3 separate regions of the Mus musculus genome follow, and all the other regions are linked to region 1. The links are chromatin contacts, called in public HiChIP or PLAC-seq and promoter capture Hi-C maps. All regions are on one chromosome and are shown on one strand. The core of a region is the stretch at or near the end of the contact, and the rest is flanking DNA. Distances in the headings are between cores, read along the strand shown.

Evidence for each region. Promoter capture Hi-C pulls out the DNA fragments that hold promoters and counts their contacts. HiChIP or PLAC-seq counts read pairs in DNA pulled down with a chosen protein or histone mark.
Region 2: an HNF4G HiChIP or PLAC-seq map of pancreatic cancer cells shows a contact between it and region 1. The contact joins the enhancer-like site here to the promoter of Eef2kmt in region 1. A contact is called at or near these places in 2 of 39 promoter capture datasets (liver and pre-B cells), 2 of 484 Hi-C or Micro-C datasets (double positive thymocytes and liver) and 1 of 115 datasets of contacts at active chromatin or transcription factors (pancreatic cancer cells).
Region 3: a promoter capture Hi-C map of pre-B cells shows a contact between it and region 1, with 5 times the contacts expected there. The contact joins the promoter of Crebbp here to the promoter of Eef2kmt in region 1. A contact is called at or near these places in 3 of 39 promoter capture datasets (neutrophils, pre-B cells and stem cell-derived epiblast-like cells), 1 of 484 Hi-C or Micro-C datasets (regulatory T cells), 1 of 115 datasets of contacts at active chromatin or transcription factors (pancreatic cancer cells) and 1 of 9 other capture datasets (liver).

What each region holds. Positions count from the first base shown.
Region 1 is chr16:5,254,374-5,257,425 of GRCm38.p6, reverse strand. Eef2kmt (eukaryotic elongation factor 2 lysine methyltransferase) reads left to right here and starts at 1,470. Exons shown (of 8, transcript NM_027446.2): 1 at 1,470-1,585. The coding sequence starts at 1,490. Gm15983 (a long non-coding RNA gene) reads right to left here and starts at 1,463. Exons shown (of 3, transcript XR_003951974.1): 1 at 1,415-1,463.
Region 2 is chr16:3,721,978-3,725,029 of GRCm38.p6, reverse strand. No RefSeq gene overlaps it. Among named protein-coding and RNA genes, the nearest start is that of Mefv, 5.4 kb to the right of the region's middle. Within about 2 kb of position 1,614, at least 118 of the 459 cell types and tissues checked have an H3K27ac peak or open chromatin away from gene starts, as enhancers often do. A contact at or near this core is called in pancreatic cancer cells, where this site is marked.
Region 3 is chr16:4,211,990-4,215,041 of GRCm38.p6, reverse strand. It overlaps Crebbp (CREB binding protein), which reads left to right and starts at 1,638. Exons shown (of 31, transcript NM_001025432.1): 1 at 1,638-1,903. The coding sequence starts at 1,819.

The DNA of each region.
Region 1 (3,052 bases), core at 221-2,720:
CTGCAAGGTTCGGGCCAAGACGGGCTACAAAGAGAATACCAACCTAGCCAGGTCTGCATAGCAAGACACTGTAAAACAAACCAATAATGCTACTTCAATAACTCAGTGGGTATAGGCACTTGCCAAATGGCTTGAGTTCAACCCACATGGTAGAAGGAAAGAACCAACTTCTTCAAGCCATCCTCTGACTTCTATTTATGTGTGGTGGATCACAAACACACACATACACAAATAATCAATGTAAAGAAATTAAAAGGCAAAATCCCACAGAAACAATCATAGTTCATTTTATTTAAATCAAGTCAGCTCAGGGAATAAAAGACCAATCCCATCTTGGTCCCCTATGCTGGCCTGGATTTTTGGAGGGTCACAGACCTGACTGTAATTAATTCCCTTCTGTTGTTCTCCAAAACAAACCTCAGGATTTCTTGTCTAAAGGAGGTAATGGGATACAATCTGTCCCCTTCATCAACATTCTGCAAGTATATTTAACAAGCTAGCTCTAGAAGCTTCCAAATGGAGATTTTGAGACATTTGCTAAACTGAACTGTTACACCTTGAATGACAGTGCACACTTGGAGGACAACAGGGGTGGCTTGCCAGTGTCCTGCCTTTCAACTCTAGGGACTTTGAACAGAATACTCTGCCACCCACTGCAGCTAACTCCCACTCTTAGTTCAGATTCTATTCCTTGCAAGATGAAACAAAACTCCTGCTGGAAGCCTCTGCAATTCTGTGCACTAATTTTCAGAGCAGATACTGTTACTGTTATATGTGTGTGTGTGTGTGAACACATATACACAAATAACGTAAAGAAATTAAAAGATGAAACCCCACAGAAACAATCTCAGTTCATTTTATTTAAATGAACCCAGTTCAGGGAATAAAGACCAACTCCTTGGTCCCCTATGCTGACCTGGCTTCGTGGATGTGTGTGTGTACACGCGCGCACTCGCGCGTGTGCGTGCGCAGGTAGGCTGAAGGATCCCAGGTATCACTTCCTAACACCCAGGTGGGGTTAGACCCCTCCAAAAATCTTCCTCGGCTACTTCGAGGGCAGACCCACCCTAGCCTCGCCCCCGGCTGATCTGAGCTCGCCCCAGACCACCCAAAGACAACCGGCTAAGAGTTGCTCAACCTCAATCTCAGCCCCACCCCCATTCCCGCTCGGGCCCACCTTCCAACCCCCAGTTCCTGCCAAGGACCGCCCTCTGAGCCCCGCCCCCAAGCCAGTCTAGGCTTCGCCTCCAAGTTGCCAGCTCCAGCTCCAGGAACTGTTTAAAACGCTCCCCAGTCAGGCCCAACCCGGCCCGGTCCGCCTCTAACCCTGCCCCACCGTACTCCCCGCCCCGCGGGCACCATCTTGCCCCGCCTCCTGGGCCGGAACATAGACTAGCCCCCGCCCACATCTTACCTCCTAGTTGCCACGCCTCCTCCGTCTCAGGCCTCGCTTCCGCCCGTTTCCAGGCAACCCTGGCCCTGCCCCGCGATGGCGCCTGAGGACCACGAGGGGGCCACGTCTCTGCTGCAGAGTTTCGAGCGCCGCTTCCTGGCGGCTCGCGCGCTGCCCTCCTTTCCCTGGCAGGTGGGCGGCGGGCGTGCGGCGGGTATCAGGGTCGAGCACCACGGGCGGCGGGGCCGGGAGTCTCGGGCCGCCTTTGCTCACCGCTGGACTGGGGGAGGCAGGCGGGCCCTTCCCCGGCAGGGTTTACAGGGTCACGAACCGGGCTGGATTATTTTAGCAACTTTTAAGCCAGTAATCGGTCATCTTGGCGACTGCAAAACAACTTTGAAAAACTAAACGTCTTCAAATGGCAAGAGCCGCGCTCTCCTGAAAAGGAGGCCAGGTCCCCATCCGAAGGGCAGGCTTCAGGCAGAACCGTCTCAGAGGGAGTTCGGACTGAAAATGGTGCTTCCCTGTGGCCTGGGGACCTGCAGCTCGGACGCGAGGATCCTTTAGAGCGTGCCTCGCTGTTAACTCTTGTGCGGTGAGCTCACCGGCATGAGTTACTATAGATTTGTATTCCTCCAGAGTCTACCCGGTTTCGTTGGGTGGTTTGGGTAGTTGTATTATTTCATCGACATAAAATATCTCTGGTCTTAACGCAAAACGAAACCCGAATAACATATAAGTCCTTATTCAATGTCAACTGTAATAATAGTTCATGTGCTGTGCTAAGTACTTGCTCAGGGTCACCCACAGTGCACAGCACTGGCGTCTGTGGTCACTCCATTTGACCAGGAGTTTAAGAAGGAAAGAATCAGAGCTCTGGCCGGGGAGGCCAGCTTCCTGCTTATAGTTCTAATTCAACCCCCTGTGTGCTGTGGGACTTTACAAGAGGCTACATCTCTGTGCCATCATTTCTAATTAATACAGTAAAGGATACAATGATAGCAGCCTCTTGCTACTAAACAGCTGGACTTCTTTTCCTTTGCCCAGCTAGAAATCATAGATAGACAAAAAGTTCTGGGAGTGCTGATCTCTGCTGACTGTGTTTTTCTGTGCCGGCTGTAGGCAGACAAGACCAGTAATTGCAGGTTTCTTGAGTGTAGGGCCCTTGGCCCTCCGGGAGTTCTTAGGACATTTTTGGCTGCGAGCTTCCCAGCAGGCCAAGGTATTGGATTTCTTCAGCCCTTGGCAGCAGCCCTTAGAAACATACAGCTCTTGTGCAGGTCTTGGAAGTGCGGATTCATTAGCTCTTGACCATGGCCAGCCTGTCTGCTTTTACAATTCTGCCGTCCACTGTTGAGCCTTGACTGGGTCTGCTTTCTCCTTGTTACCCCCGCAGCCCGCACTACTAAAGTAGGCAAGAGACTCTTCCCAGGAGGTAGCGCGGGAGGGTTCCTTACAGTCTACTCCCTCTTTGACCACAGCAGCAGGCTGTGTAGGTGTCTGAACCAATCACGGCTTTGCCTCTTGTTCCATCCCAGCCATCCTTCCGCTACGCCACTAGGGGGCGTGCTCCCCTCTGTCCCACAGGAAATGAGTGCAGAGCAATACACTGTACACCCAGGTTTGTAACAGCAAAAAGTTTCAAACAGCCCCGGCTGA
Region 2 (3,052 bases), core at 365-2,864, 1.5 Mb after region 1:
ATTCAGTAAGTTTGTTTGTTTGTTTGCTTGTTCTAAAAAGTAAAGACCCAAAGATGGCAGGGTGATGTATTGGGAGAGTGTATTGAGCAAATAGGAAGGGGCAGTTATGATCATTGTATATATGTATAAAATTACCAAGGAGTAACACAAAGGTTACCACAAAACAAAACAAAGCAAAACAACCAAAACAAAACCAAAGGAAAAACTCACTACCATTCAATTTTAACTTTTAAACACTTAAAATATATTACCACTTTGTAACTCCTTATATCAGTATTTTGTTCCCCCTTCTAAGAAGGATTATGAGCTTCTGGGCTAGTATCCATTTATCAGTGAGTGCATATCATGTGTGTTCTTTTGTGATTGGGTTACCTCACTTAGGATGATAATTTCTAGTTCCATCCATTTGCCTAAGAATTTCGTGAATTCTTTGTTTTTAATGGCTGAGTAATATTCCATTGTATAAATGTACCACATTTTCTGTATCCATTCCTCTGTTGAGGGACATCTGGGTTCTTTCCAGCTTCTGGGTATTATAAATAAGGCTGCTATGAACATAGTGGAGCATGTGTCCTTATTACAAGTTGGAGCATCTTCTGGGTATATGCCCAGGAGTGGTATTGCTGGATCTTCTTATTGCTGGATCTTCTGGTAGAACTATGTTCAATTTTCTGAGGAACCACCAAACTGATTTCCAGAGTGGTTGTACCAGCTTGCAAAACCACCAGCACTGGAGGAGTATTCCCCTTTATCCACATCCTCGTCAGCATCTGCTGTCACTGAAGGAATGACCATCCAGAGACTGCCCCACTTGGGGATCCATCCTATAAACAACCACCAAACCCAGACACTATTGCAGATGCCAACAAGAGCTTGCTGACAGGAGCCTGATATAGCTGTCTCCTGAGAGGCTCTGCCAGTGCCTGGCAAATACAGAAGTGGATGCTCACAGTCATCCATTGGACGGAGCACAGGTCCCCAATGAAGGAGCTAGAGAAAGTACCCAAGGAGCTGAAGGGGTTTGCAGCCCCATAGGAGGAACATCAACATGAACTAACCAGTACCCCAGAGCTCCGTGGGTCTAAATCACCAATCAAAGAAAACACATGGTGGGACTCATGGCTCTTGCTGCATATGTAGCTGAGGATGGCTTCGGTCATCAATGGGAGGAGAGGCCCTTGGTCCTGTGAAGGTTCTATGCCCCAGTATAGAGGAATGCTAGGGCCAGGAGTGGGAGTGGGTGGGTTGGGGAATTTTCAGAGGGAAAACTAGGAAAGGGGGATAACATTTGAAATGTAAATAAAGAAAATATCTAATAAAAATGTGAGAAAAAAAGAAGCCAAAAAAAATATCACCACGGCTTTAATCCTATTTTCTCATTTTATCAGAAGCCCCTAAAAATGAAACTTTTGCAAGTCTCTCTTGACCTAGGAATACCCTAGCCACATCAAAACACTGCCTTCCAGAAGTCTCTGACTCAGAATTGCCTGTGTTACAAAAGAAGTGGTTGCAATGGCAAACTATGCGGCTGGAAATCCCCCTTCCCAGCCCCATTCTGTGGTAGGTGCTCGAAGGAGTTTCCTGATGAGTCAAGAAGGAGTCACAGATGGGAGGAACCTGCACCAGCCTTCATGCCACAAATCCTCACCACTTCTCACACCAGAAGCAGACAGCTGCCTGGCATTCAGGGAGACCTCAGTCAATGTGAACCATCTGAGCTCACTGTGGGCCGGTTATCCCTGGGAAGGTGGTCCTGGGGTGTATAACAAAGCAAGTGGAGTGAACAAACCAGAGAGCATTTCTCTGTGGCTTCTTCAGTTCCTGCCTCAAGTTCCTTTGATGGTAGGCTGTGATGTGGAAGTTTAGCCAAATAAATTCCTACTTCCCCAACTTGGTTTAGATCATGGTGTTTATCACAGCGATAGGAACCCTGTGTAAAAGAGGACATGGACTTTTTTTGTTGTTGTTGTTCTATTTGACGTTTTGAGTAAACTCAATATTTTTCAACAAGGGCTTGGAAAAGTTCTTTCTTTTTTTTCCGTGTACTTTTTAAAAATATTTTTATTAGGTATTTTCCTCATTTACATTTCCAATGCTATCCCAAAACCCATACCCTCCCCCATAACCTCCCCGCACTCCCCTACCCACCCACTCCCACTTTTTGGCCCTGGCATTTGGAAAAGTTCTGATTGGTTTGCCTTAATTTACTTTGCAAGGGGAGCTATTTTCTTTGAGTAATGTAAACCTACAGGAAAGTTTCTTACAAAGGGTAATTTTCCAGCATTTCAAGACTCTGGGCTATTACACACATCCCTCAATTTTTGAGAACCAATTTCAAAACAAAGAAACTATCCCTTCATCAAAAATCAAATAGCCTGAGGTGTCAGTGCATGCCTGTAAGTCCCAGCATTTAGGAGGCATGATGAGATCAAGGCTATTCTTAGGTACATAGAAAGCTCAGGGAGACCCCGACTTATATGAAAGCCCATTACAAACGAAAACCTCAAAAAGCCTGGTGTGGCATCCAAGCACTAATGTGAACATTGAAAGGTGGAGGCAGAGGGTCAGGAGTTCACAGCCATCATCCTACATAAGGAGTTCCACACACACTTCTAAATGAGAACACGTGGCCTCAACCAAACAAGCCAGAAGCCATCTCAGACTTCTCCCACCTAGTGTCTGTGACTGTCTCTGTTGTTATATGACATTTCTCACAATAAATAGTTCAAAGGTTACTGAATCCTTTTCTTTGGTACTGCCAGTCTTCCATGATTAGGATGTGAACTCCCCAGGAACAGAAAAAGTACCTATCTCTAGTCAAGGGCACCCTCCATTTTGTGACTTTAGCCTCCACACAATGGTTGGATAGAGAACACTCTTCCTCATGCACTGCCTCCTAAACTTTTCCTCTACAAACTCACCCAGCAAAATATTGTCTTTACAGGGGAAAAATTCCTGAATAGAACAGCAATGGCTTGTGCTGTAAGATCGAGAATCGACAAATGGGACCTCATAAAGTTGCAAAGCTTGTGCCAGGCAAAAGACACCGTCA
Region 3 (3,052 bases), core at 389-2,888, 1.0 Mb after region 1:
GAGGGGTCTGACTCACAGGTTTCTCGCTTAGGAAATAGGGGTGCTGCTGATACCTGGAAGATAAGGACTTCCGAGTCAAGCTGGCAGGTTTTGAGAGAGTGTTAACAGAGATGGGAAAACTTTAGTTTTTGAGGAGGTGTGTGGCACACCCAAGTGAGAGGGTCTCCCTGTGATCCTACATTTTTCTGGGTACCTGCCAAAGCCAGGGTGGTTGTCCGAAGTAAGGAGTACCCTTAGGAGATCGAAGCCCTTGGTCTTGGTACCTGGGCCCATCTCAGATCCAGGAGGTAGAGCTGACAGCCTCTCCCTTCAGGTGACAGCGTTGGACATTGGACCTGGCCCTATCGTTTTTGGGCTTGGGAGTGGGCGCTCAAGAGCCTTGCGGTGCCCTTGCAAACTTGGGAAGCACAAGGAAGGGGTGGACTCTCGGCCTGTCATTTTCTCCCTCAGTGATCTTAGAGAAAGTTGCTTTGCCCCTTCCTGCCTCAGTTTCCCCATCTGCACACAGACCCGAGGACCCTCTGTAACCTGCAGGCGCCACTTCGCCATTACTAGCATAGGGCGCGGGGAAGAGGCGCAGGTTGCGGTGGCGTCTTCTTAGTCCGATGTCACCCTGGAGGCTCGCAAGCAAGGAGCTGCGAAGAGCCAGAGCTGCCGGGGCGGGGCGGGACCGGACGGGCTGGGCCCGGATCAGCGCTGACTCCGAGCCTGGCGGGGGGGGGGGTCTAGGCTCGAGCCCAGGGCGCCCTCCCCGCGCGTGCCGCGTTACTGACAGCGTCAGAACAAAAGTGGCCGTCTGCTCTGCGCACTTGGCGTCCCGCAGGCCGGGCCTAGCACCGCAGCCCGTCGCCTCACGCATCGCCGCCGTGCCTTCGACCCTTCCACCCGAGCGCGCTCGGCTCTTTCCGCCGCGGCCGGCGCAGGTGGAGGGGCGGGGCGGGGGCCGTGCGTGGTGACGCCGCGGGGGGGGTGACGTACAAGCGTGCCCCGCCCCCTCCCCCTCCCCGTTCAGGCTCTGGAAAGAGAAGAAAAAAAACTTTCTTTTTTTTTTTAATTGAGGAATCAACAGCCGCCATCTTGTCGCGGATCCGACCGGGGCTTCGAGCGCGATCTACTCGGCCCCGCCGGTCCCGGGCCCCACAACCGCCCGCGCACCCCGCTCCGCCTGGCCGGCCCGCTCCGCCCGGCCCTCGGCGCCCGCCCCGGCGGCCCCGCTCGCCTCTCGTCTCGGCCTCCCGGAGCCCGGCGGCGGCGGCGGCGGCGGCGGCGGCACGGGGTGGGGGGGCCGCGGCGCGGCGGCGGCCCCGCTCGGCGCATTGTTTTTCCTCACGGCGGCGGCGGGCCGCGGGCGGGCGGCGGAGCCCAAAGCCCCCCGGTCGTCCGGCCGCGGGCGAATTCATTAAGTGGGGCGCGCGGGGGGGGGGGGTGGCGGCGAGGCGGCGGCGGTACCACCATGTTCCCGGGCGCCGCCTGAGCCGCGGGGCCGGGCGCCGTCGCTGCCAGCCGGGCCCGCGGAGGCGGCCGGGCCGCTTGGGTGCCCGGGCCGCGGAGTGTCGCGCTCGGGAGGCGGGCAGGGGATGAGGGGGCCGCGGCCGGCGGCGGCGGCGGCCGGGGGCGGGCGGTGAGCGCTGCGGGGCGCTGTTGCTGAGGCTGAGATTTGGCCGCCGCCTCCCCCACCCGGCCTGCGCCCTCCGCGGCCCGGCCCGCGCTCCTGCGCTCGCTCCTCGCTGGCTCGCCTGCTCGCAGCCGCCGGCCCGACCCCCGTCCGGGCCGCGTCGCGCCGCCCGCGCTCAGGGCTGTTTCCGCGAGCAGGTGAAGATGGCCGAGAACTTGCTGGACGGACCGCCCAACCCCAAACGAGCCAAACTCAGCTCGCCCGGCTTCTCCGCGAATGACAACACAGGTGAGGCTGGGTCTAGGCTCGCTGTCAGAGTTCGGGGCAGGGAGGGGGTTGAGGGTCGCAGTGGCCAGAGACTCTGTCCCGGGCCTTGGGATGCGCTTCCCTGGTCGGGAGGAAAAGTGAAGCGGGGGCGCGGTCTAGTGTCCGCACGCGTGGCCGGCCGGGATGACAGCGGAGGGGACCTTGGAGGTTTGGAGTAAGAGAATGCGACCAGAGGCAATGAGGGCTTTCAGGATCGGACCCCCCACTCTAGGCGGTGCAGTCGCGGACACAGCTGCTGCCTTCTTAGTTGCGACGAGTTGCGACGGAGAAGTTTCTTGGAATGTGTTGCTTGGGAAAACGCTTAGTGGTTATTTAGAAAGTCTTGATTTTTTTTTTTTTTTGATCACCTAGTATTTTTTTTTCTCCAAAACCCCAAACCTCATGTGCGAGTTGTCATCAAAGTTGCTGTGGTGTCTTTCATTTACATACGTAACCTTAAAAAGAAGCTAGCAGGCTTTTAAAAGTCCATTTGGGCTCCAGTCTGCCTTTGAGGTTGGAATGGTTTTACACTGGAGATGAAAAATTAAAAAATTAAGGACTTTGAATCTTTCAGGGAAAGAGAAAAGCAAGATAATCTTAAATCTTTTCCCCAACTCACAAAATAGCTTCCGTGCAAACTTTCTTAGGTGATCGGATCGGGTACCCAAGACTTCCCTGTTCATTCAGTAATTCAGAGTACTTCTGGACAGCTCTGATAACCTTGCCAATTATTCGTATTTCCCCTTTTAAGCTCTCCTTCGAAATATAAACTCGTATGCTGCTGTGAACAATGCCGGCTCAGCGCAGCTAGCACTTTTCCAGTACGTACTTGTAGCGGCATCTGAAAATCAGTTTCTGATGAATGGGTCCAAATCAAATTACATTGCTGCCTGCAGATTGGCGCTAGATACAGATGTTCAAGTTGTGGAACTCTGTGACTTTATACAAGTGTATTTAAAAATATTTCTGCTTTTGAAACAAAACTTAGATTTCACGGCTTCAGTTTGAAGTGCTCCTGAAATCCAGTCATGAAAGGAGAATGTTAATGTAGAAATGAGAGGGGAGTATTCTCCCTCCATCATTTTTCAGGAGATTTTTGTTGACTTAAAATTTGTTGAGTGGTAGAAAGGA